3 separate regions of the Gossypium hirsutum genome follow, and regions 2 and 3 are each linked to region 1. Evidence: chromatin contacts called from public Hi-C data. All regions are on one chromosome and are shown on one strand. Each heading gives the region's core, a stretch centred on a gene start, on an enhancer-like site or on the middle of the called end of the contact. The rest is flanking DNA. Distances are from core to core; before and after follow the strand shown. Region 1 has its middle 60 kb from the start of LOC121225874. Region 2 holds the start of LOC107919791 (ankyrin repeat protein SKIP35-like). Region 3 holds the start of LOC107920397 (serine/threonine-protein kinase ATG1c).

The links. Hi-C and Micro-C count contacts between places; a contact is called where the count stands out from the background.
Region 2: a Hi-C map of leaf shows a contact between it and region 1, with 1.7 times the contacts expected there. The contact joins the promoter of LOC107919791 here to the enhancer-like site in region 1. A contact is called at or near these places in 13 of 34 Hi-C or Micro-C datasets (anther, callus, hypocotyl and 2 more).
Region 3: a Hi-C map of anther shows a contact between it and region 1, with 3 times the contacts expected there. The contact joins the promoter of LOC107920397 here to the enhancer-like site in region 1. A contact is called at or near these places in 5 of 34 Hi-C or Micro-C datasets (anther, callus, fibers and 2 more).

Annotation. Positions count from the first base shown.
Region 1 is chrD13:25,378,475-25,381,174 of Gossypium_hirsutum_v2.1, reverse strand. It overlaps the pseudogene LOC107920525. Among protein-coding and RNA genes, the nearest start is that of LOC121225874, 60 kb to the right of the region's middle. Within about 2 kb of position 1,309, at least 5 of the 9 cell types and tissues checked have an H3K27ac peak or open chromatin away from gene starts, as enhancers often do. A contact at or near this core is called in hypocotyl and leaf, where this site is marked.
Region 2 is chrD13:25,535,289-25,538,042 of Gossypium_hirsutum_v2.1, reverse strand. LOC107919791 (ankyrin repeat protein SKIP35-like) reads left to right here and starts at 1,258. Exons shown (of 3, transcript NM_001327162.1): 1 at 1,258-1,901. The coding sequence starts at 1,279.
Region 3 is chrD13:25,198,095-25,200,848 of Gossypium_hirsutum_v2.1, reverse strand. LOC107920397 (serine/threonine-protein kinase ATG1c) reads right to left here and starts at 1,284. Exons shown (of 13, transcript XM_016850104.2): 1 at 773-1,284. The coding sequence starts at 1,015. LOC107920551 reads right to left here. Exons shown (of 6, transcript XM_041108927.1): 6 at 2,251-2,543. The coding sequence ends at 2,541.

The sequences.
Region 1 (2,700 bases), core at 60-2,559:
GGGATAAAAATCAATGGAATGGTGAGGGAAAGAACAAGGGGCGGCAACTACAAACTTGAAGAACAACTATCGCGAGTTTAGGCTGAAAGTAAAGGTTTTTAGGTTCAATTTCAAAAACTGGTTTAATTGCCACATAAATGCTCACTGTTTTAACTATGTTACAAATTAGTTCTTTCTCTAAAATTAAGGGTTTCTAGAACACTTTTTCAAAATTTGGTTTGACAGTTAAGATGCTAGAGTCGAAAACATTACCAAGTACCAACATTACAAATTTTCGAGCTTGACTAGGCCAAAATTCCTAAAATACCCCTAAAACTCCTAGGCCCTATTTTGGGGTGTTATAGGCCGACCCAAAGGCCCGCCCGAAAAGTGGGATGGTTTGGGTAAAAATATAGGCCCGAAAAATGGATATGGGCAAAAAAAAGGTCCATTTAGAAAATGAGCCGAGCCTCGAGTAAGGTTTTTTTGGCCTGGGCCCTGCCCGGTTCGAATATGCAAAAAAAAAATATTGCAATTTTTTTGCTATTGTTTTAACCTTTTTTTTCTATTTTTTTTTTCACTATTTTGCTACAATTTCACTATTATGTTGCTACTATTTTGTTGTTATTGTATAATTCTTATTTTATTGTTAATTTTGTTACTATTTTAGAGGCATTTACTTGTTAAGTTGCACCTATCTTAGTGTTATTTAAGTATATATATATTTAAATTTGTTGGGAAATATTTATTTTAATATTTTTATATTTTTGATATATTATATATATTAAAAAATATATATAAATAATATAAAAAATAATATGGGTCGAGCCAAGTCCAGGTTTTAATATTTTTATTCGGACTGAACTTGAGCAAAATTTTAGGCCCATTTTTTGGGCCAAGCTAGGTCTGGGCCTAAAATTTTGGTTGTGCCCGGCCTGGCCTATAAGCACCTCTAGTATGAAACCATGATTTTATGTTATTCCTATCCTTCTCCCTCTCCAATAGGAGAATAACAAATCATATTTTTTCTCTTGATTTTTAGATTTTTTCTCCTGAAAAGAATTCAAATCCAGCTAAAAATATTAAAAATTAAGAGCAAAAATCTAATTTGTTATTATCCTATTAGAAAAATATAAAATCATAATTTTATTCAATCATTTCTTACCGGAAGATGAATTACATGTCAAACTTATTTTCAAATTTTTATTTGTTGGTGCTATCATTACTATTATAATATATTAATTAGGATTGACCCCAACCACACCTGGTGGGAGCCATCCTTTGATCATTTACTTGTATTACCATTCAACCTAAATTGCGTGCTAATTCTACTTTCACATTTAGTAATAGGGACCCTACCGCCAACTTTATCGTTATCCATGTGCCAAGATAAAGAAACAATATAAAACCTCTATCTTTTATCATGCTTCTACCTGGCCTTTCTTTTCCTCCATTTTCCTTCTATTTTGTTTCTATCAGTATAATAAAGGAACTTGTCAGTCCATCACCATGATACTTCCATCCAAGTTTCAAGGTTCGTTTTATCTGCAAGTTGATTTTCAAAATTTTGTCTTTTCCTTTTTTCCTTTTTGTTATTCGATCTTAATTTTCCCCCCAAATGATAGAACTAACTAAGCACTTGACAATTTTTAAGAAACTTAATACTTGCGACTCTATGTTAATTATAGCAAGAAAATTTTAAGAAAGTTTGGAGCTTTACATATTATTTCTGGGTGAATTCAGGGAAGAATAGAATTCAAAGAAGAAAAAACTTTATATTTTTATTAGCTGTTTTCTTACAGTGACAGCTTCAAAGTTGTTGTGTTTGCGATTATTGTGTTGTTTGGCTTTAGTCAAAGATTTGTTGTCTTTGATGTCTCACAGATGAAACTGAAAAAAGTGACAAACCTTCACCACCTTTGGATGTTTCGGTTGCATTCCCTCAAGCAACTCCAGCATCTGTTTTTCCTCCGTCTGGTATGAATTTTATAGCTCTTCTAAAATCTTGTATTTTTTCATTAATGCATCTCAACTTGATAAAATATTGGTTCTGGAGTGCTAAATCTTTTTATAGATTTTGACTATGTGTTGTTATCAAATGGGAAACCTTGAGTTCTAATTATATGCGTGTTTTGCTTTTGGGAAAAATAAATACAGTTTCTGATTATTATCGATTTGATGATCTATTGAGTCCTGAGGAGAAGACTCTCCGAATGAAAGTAAGAGAGTTTATGGAAAAAGAAGTAGCTCCTATAATGGCGGAGGTATCTTTCAGATGCTGTTCATGATTGGTCTAACAACTTGGATTGATGATTTTTAGGGTTAATTGCTTTTTATCATTGTTTTTACTTACACATTTACCAAGAAAGAAACTGATCTGAAAATTTTCCCAGTATTGGGAGAAGGCAGAGTTTCCATTCCAAATTCTTCCAAAACTTGCTGATCTTGGAATTGCTGGCTTTAATACCGAGGTTATTCCTACATTAAATTTTTGTTTTTAACTTATCTCCTTCTTTCTTTAAGTGTAACTCAAGTGAGTATGATGTTTGGTTATCTATGATTTGCAGGGTTATGGATCCCCTGGTCTCTCCATCACTACTAGTGCTAATGCAAATGCAGAGATTGCTAGAGTTGATGCAAGTTGCTCTACATTTTTATTGGTGCATTCTGTAGGCATGCTTACAATTGGTGAGATTTATGAAACAACTTTCCTTTCTGTTT
Region 2 (2,754 bases), core at 9-2,508, 160 kb before region 1:
CAAAATTATTATATAGTGATTTGATTTTAATTTTTATTATTTGTTCAAATAATTTTTTTAATGATTTTTATAATAATTACCATATTTTAAAATTTAAATTATATTTATAAAATTATAATTTATATCGCCAAATATCACATAATATTGCAATTACTAAAGGTATAAAAGTACATGAGTAAATGAAGGAGAAAATTGGAATTTTATTAAAAAGCTTGGAGTTTGTGGACTTTATAGCCTTCATATTAATACATACGTGGTAGTAGCTGAAAAGAAAAGGGGAAAATGGGAAGAAAAGCAGAGGCAGCAATTTGATATTGGTATCTAAGAATCTGAAAACCATATAACAGCGGCGGTGGGGGGTTTTGTCTGTCTCTCCTTCTCTCATTCCATCTCCATTCTAATTACTCATCTTCCCCTATCTTAATTTCTCCATTTTGGTATCTAATAACTCCATACCATACAACAGCGGCGGAGAGGGTTTTTGTCTCTCTCTCCTCCTCCTCTCATTCAATCTCCATTCTCTTACTCAGGTTCCCTATCTTAATTTTTCATCGTTTTTTTTTTCTTTTACTACTTTTTACTGACCAAACTCATCCTTTTGTATGCTTTAATGCTTCAATCTGATTTTTTTTCACCGTGATTCTTCCTCTTTCTCTGATAAGAATTATTGGATTATATTTATCAAATTGGGTTTTTTTTTTTGTTCTGCGTTTGGCCTTTTCCCTTGGATCTCTCATATTGAAGTGGAATAATTTGAGACGAACAAGGGCTTTTAGGGTTTTCTACGGATGGAACCCCTTTCATGCTTTTAATGGCCATCTCCGCTAGATTTGCTCATCCCTGTATATATTGCTCCTTTAATGATTTTTCAGTTCCTTTCTTTTGTTATTGAATCCTTTAGATCGTTCTGAGAAGAGTTTCTCTTGCTTTGCTTTGGCCATTCTCTCCCTTTTATGTCTTATGCGTTTCCTTTGTTTTATTTTTCTGGGAATTGATGTCTGATCATTGAATATTCCTGGTATTTGGGCTTTGCTTTTGCCTTCGGATTAGGTGACTGGCACTAGAAAATTATTGTTAAGCATACAAAATTTCGGTTTATTTTGCTGCAAGAGACATGCATCTAGGTTTTTGAGGACACATTTTCTCTTCGACTTTTTCTGACAGTTTGGTGCCTTTTGAGGATGGATCCTTTCCTCTTGATGGTTGAGACTTAAGTGTTCACTTCATTTGTGACTTGGTTTTGGTTGCTGAAAATTTGCTCAACGAATAGTGTAACTAATGGAAAAAGGGAGCGAATTTGTTGTGGGGAGTGAAAACATGCACTTAGAGGAGCCTTGGTTTACTGGAATGGATACTGAGGAAACTGAAATTGGACAACCAAACAGTGAAATTCAAGGCTTTCGATTGGAAAAAGGTGAGGCAAGCAATATGGTTTTCTCGACTGAGGCACCCCTTGTAATTAAAGAGTCATCAACTTCTGGTAGTTGTAGTTGTAGTCTGAAGAAAATCAAATCTACAGTAGCTGCGAAAGGCTCCGAGTTCTGCCAGAAGGATAAATCTGGGCACGACAAGAAGCTCAGCCGACAATGCAGGATTGAGTTGGGCCAATTATTTCAAGGGGCCGTGAGTTCCCATGATTGGGAACTTGCTGAGAGTCTAATCTTGTCGGCAGATCCACAGACTCTAAATGATGCGTTGTGTGTCACCTTGGATGCTATCTGGTTTTTGAGCACCCAACAGGAGCTTTATGGGATTACTGATTTGATTAAGAAGATCATTGCCAATGGTGCTTATGACTTTACTAGAGCCGCTCTCCGGACTTCATTTCTTGCTTCTTGTGTCTCTGCTTGCCAGAGTCGCACGATGAGTCTTGCTGACACTGTAACTGTGATGGCCCAGAGGTAAACAAGCTGTTTCTTTTGACTAGTAGATAGATAATAAAGCTTCTTTGAAATTATCTTCAAAAGCATTGATGTTGTCAGTTGTCACGAGGGGAAAACCTGTTGATTTTAGGTTACCATGCATTTCTATATAGGTAAATATAGATCTTGATTCTAGTTTCTAGCAACGAGAAATTGTTATCCTAAACTCCACTAATAGGGATCACATATAACCATCTGCAACTTCTAACTTCAATTTTACTTGGTAATCATTTATATGTTTATGTATTAGATAAAATTGTTTTTGTAAGGCTTTACATCTGTTGGATATGTCTGTTATGATTTTGTGTTATATTTTAAATATTGGAATATTCACTGGTAAGACATTAAGTCTGTCAATGGCTTCATGCATGCTGTTTGATATGCATGTTACTCTTTGTCAGTTTTATGTATGATCACGCATAACAATCAGGTAACTGTACATTTATTGTTGCATTAGACTCACTGCACTTATGTTCATCATATAAGAGAATGCTAACTATTGTGCATTTCTCCCTGCTTCTGGCTTAGATAGTTTCTGAGAACTGAAGTAGAAGTTGTTTTCTGTTTTTCTGTAAATCTGATTGAATGAACCTTCACACCTTTTTTCCCATGAAGTAAGGTTTGAATTCAACCAAAAAAAGTGGCTTTGAATTAGTTATTGGACTTGGAGTGTTTATGTGTGTGGCTTGTAGTATATTGGAGAGTGGGCCTACTTAAGATAGGTCTAATGAAAGATGCATATAATGTATGCAGCCTGTTTTATGTCATTGATTTCACTATTTTGGAAAAAATAATCTGAAATGAACTTTTTAAAAGTTACTGCTTGAATGTT
Region 3 (2,754 bases), core at 35-2,534, 180 kb after region 1:
AATACATGAAAACTAGATTTACCATTTAGTTTCTTGACCACTGCAAATTTACCAAATTGCTTCCCATGATCCTTGAGACTTCTCCATTAGTATTAGTTGCTGAATTCCCAACGGCATCATTTTTCAAATGTTTTGCTATAGGAAGGAGATTATGGATGCTATAGGCTTAACTTTGTTTTATTGCTGGTTAATTTGACTAGATAAGGTGATTGATTGTACGTTTTTATTGTTTAAATGATGAATCTTATGGTGGTTTATTCCATTGGGTTGATTTGAAGGATTTTGTTGTGTTAGATTAGGCGTGATGTGCAATTTAGGTGTTCAATCCCCTGTAAATGATGTTGCTCATTTTCTGTAATGAGTTTTCTTATTAATAAAAAACTTTGCTTAGCAAAGAAAAAAATACAATATATAGATTGACTGAAATTTCACTATTCGTAAATTCTTTCATTCTCTGCTTCTATCAAATACGAGTATGCGCGGATAGCTCTTTTCAATAAGTAGATTCTTCTCATTTTCAATATCGCATTCTAAAATATCTTCAGTTAAAAAGAATCCACATCCTCCGTTCTTTCATCATTTTCCTTAAAAGAAGAACTTTCCCTCAATAAATGGCGCCTCAAATTTCAGTCCCTACCTTAGGTAAACAACTCATGTTCAAATAGCTCCATTTCCGCCACTTCTTCCTCTCCTTTATCGGCATCCAAACAACTCCCTAAAATCTAATAGTAAAAGAAAACAATTAAATAAAAGGGACCAAGAAGAAACGAACCTCAACAATATCATGCAGTCGAATAATATTAGGATGATTGATTCTCTTCAAAATAAAGATTTCCGACATCAAACTATCTTGCAACTTCTTATTGAGTCGACCCGTTACGATCTCCTTTATCGCCACCTCGGTTCCATGAACTCGATGCCTCGCATGCCAAACAATCGAAAAGGAACCCGACCCGATTTTCCGGCCCACTAAATAGTTCCCTACCACTCTTCCCCTCCCCGTTGCTTGAGCCATTACAGACGAACCTGGAACAAAAAGAGAGAGAAAAAAGCCCAAGGATCCGACTCCAGAGCTTGAAGCTTTAAAATATGGTATAGAATACTGGAATTTGGATCGTCAGAAGATCCGACCCGAACATTAATTGGATTTCCGATTGACCGTGCAAAGAAAAATAATCTGAGGAAGAGTGAGGAAGGAGGGTGAGATGAGAACTTGATTTAATGAGTTCTCTAAAATTTTGCATTCTATTTGTTATGGGTTGAATTATTGAGATTATTAATTGGGATTAGCGAACGTAATTGAGGATTAACGTTTTGTGATTCGATAATTATTTTGTTTTTTTATGAAAACCATAAGCTAAAAGCGGAATTAGACGGTGTATATATTTTAAGATACGGTTACTTATACGGTGTAACCACGGATGTTAGTGCGTTGGCGGTTTTTAATTGGGTGGATCAGTGTGGTAGGTGATGATGAAAAGCTCCGATATCAGCTTTTAACACCTGTCCGTCAGACATTGGTTAGACAAAAGCGACTTTTTCGCCTTTTATGAATTATTTAATACTTTAATTTGCATTTTCCAAGTTTACTAATAAATATCCTTTTAATCAATTTTTATTAGATGTGGAGCTAAAAATTTTAATGTTTCTTAAATAATTTTTTATTATAAAATTAAAACAATAATAAAAATGGAAAGATGATTCAACTTTCAGTTAGGATGCAATAAGGGTACGTTTGGTTCACTGTAATGGAATAATGGAATAGAGCTGTAATTGAATAGAGATGTAATCAGTAATTTAATTGTTTGGTTGAATGAAATGGAATGGAACTTTAATAGTATTTTGTGTTTAGTTGAATTAAAAAATGTTAATAGCATAAGGAGAAAAAACTAAAATGACTAGAATACCCTTAGTAGAATTTTTTTTAAGTAGATGATTATTGTTATTGTTATTAAATTTTAATAAGATTAATATTAAAAATAATTTAATAAAAATAATAAATAATTTAACCATATTTTAACATAATTATTATTAAATATAATTTAATAAAATAATATATAATTTAATAAAATTCTTAATATAATTATTATTATATGAATTTACTAAAATCATAATATATAATACTATAAAAATAATATATAATCTACTTTATTATTTTTAAACTGCAATACATATTTAATGTGCTAAAATATCTTTAGTGAAACAATAATTTAATTATTCTACAATAAAAAAATAAAATATTAAAAGTAATAAATAACTTGAGAATTATATTTCACATCCAAACATAATATTCATATATTAAAAAAAAGTTGCATGATTTCATTAGTTTATATGTCATAATCCATATGTTATAAAATTTTACAAAATCAAAAAGTTACAACATTGTAATGACATCCTATCATGTCATTATACCATCCAAATATTACAAACACAAAAAGTTACCAAAATATCATCAACATAACCATGATTTTTAATGGTAAGCAAGAAATCTTCTAACCTGTAATACCCCGTATCCGTCGCCAAATTAGAGTTACGAGGCATTACTGAACAAAACACAACCATTGCAAAATCAAAACATATACATTGTATATAAATATTTAAAATTTAATAAACTTGATCTAATATTAAATATGACATATTATGAGCTTCACTTAGATCATTTAAAACAAAATAAAGACATTACAATCCAACTAATCTATAAGGAAATAAACCATTTCCGTATGGCTATTAAATTAATATACAATATAATAAAGT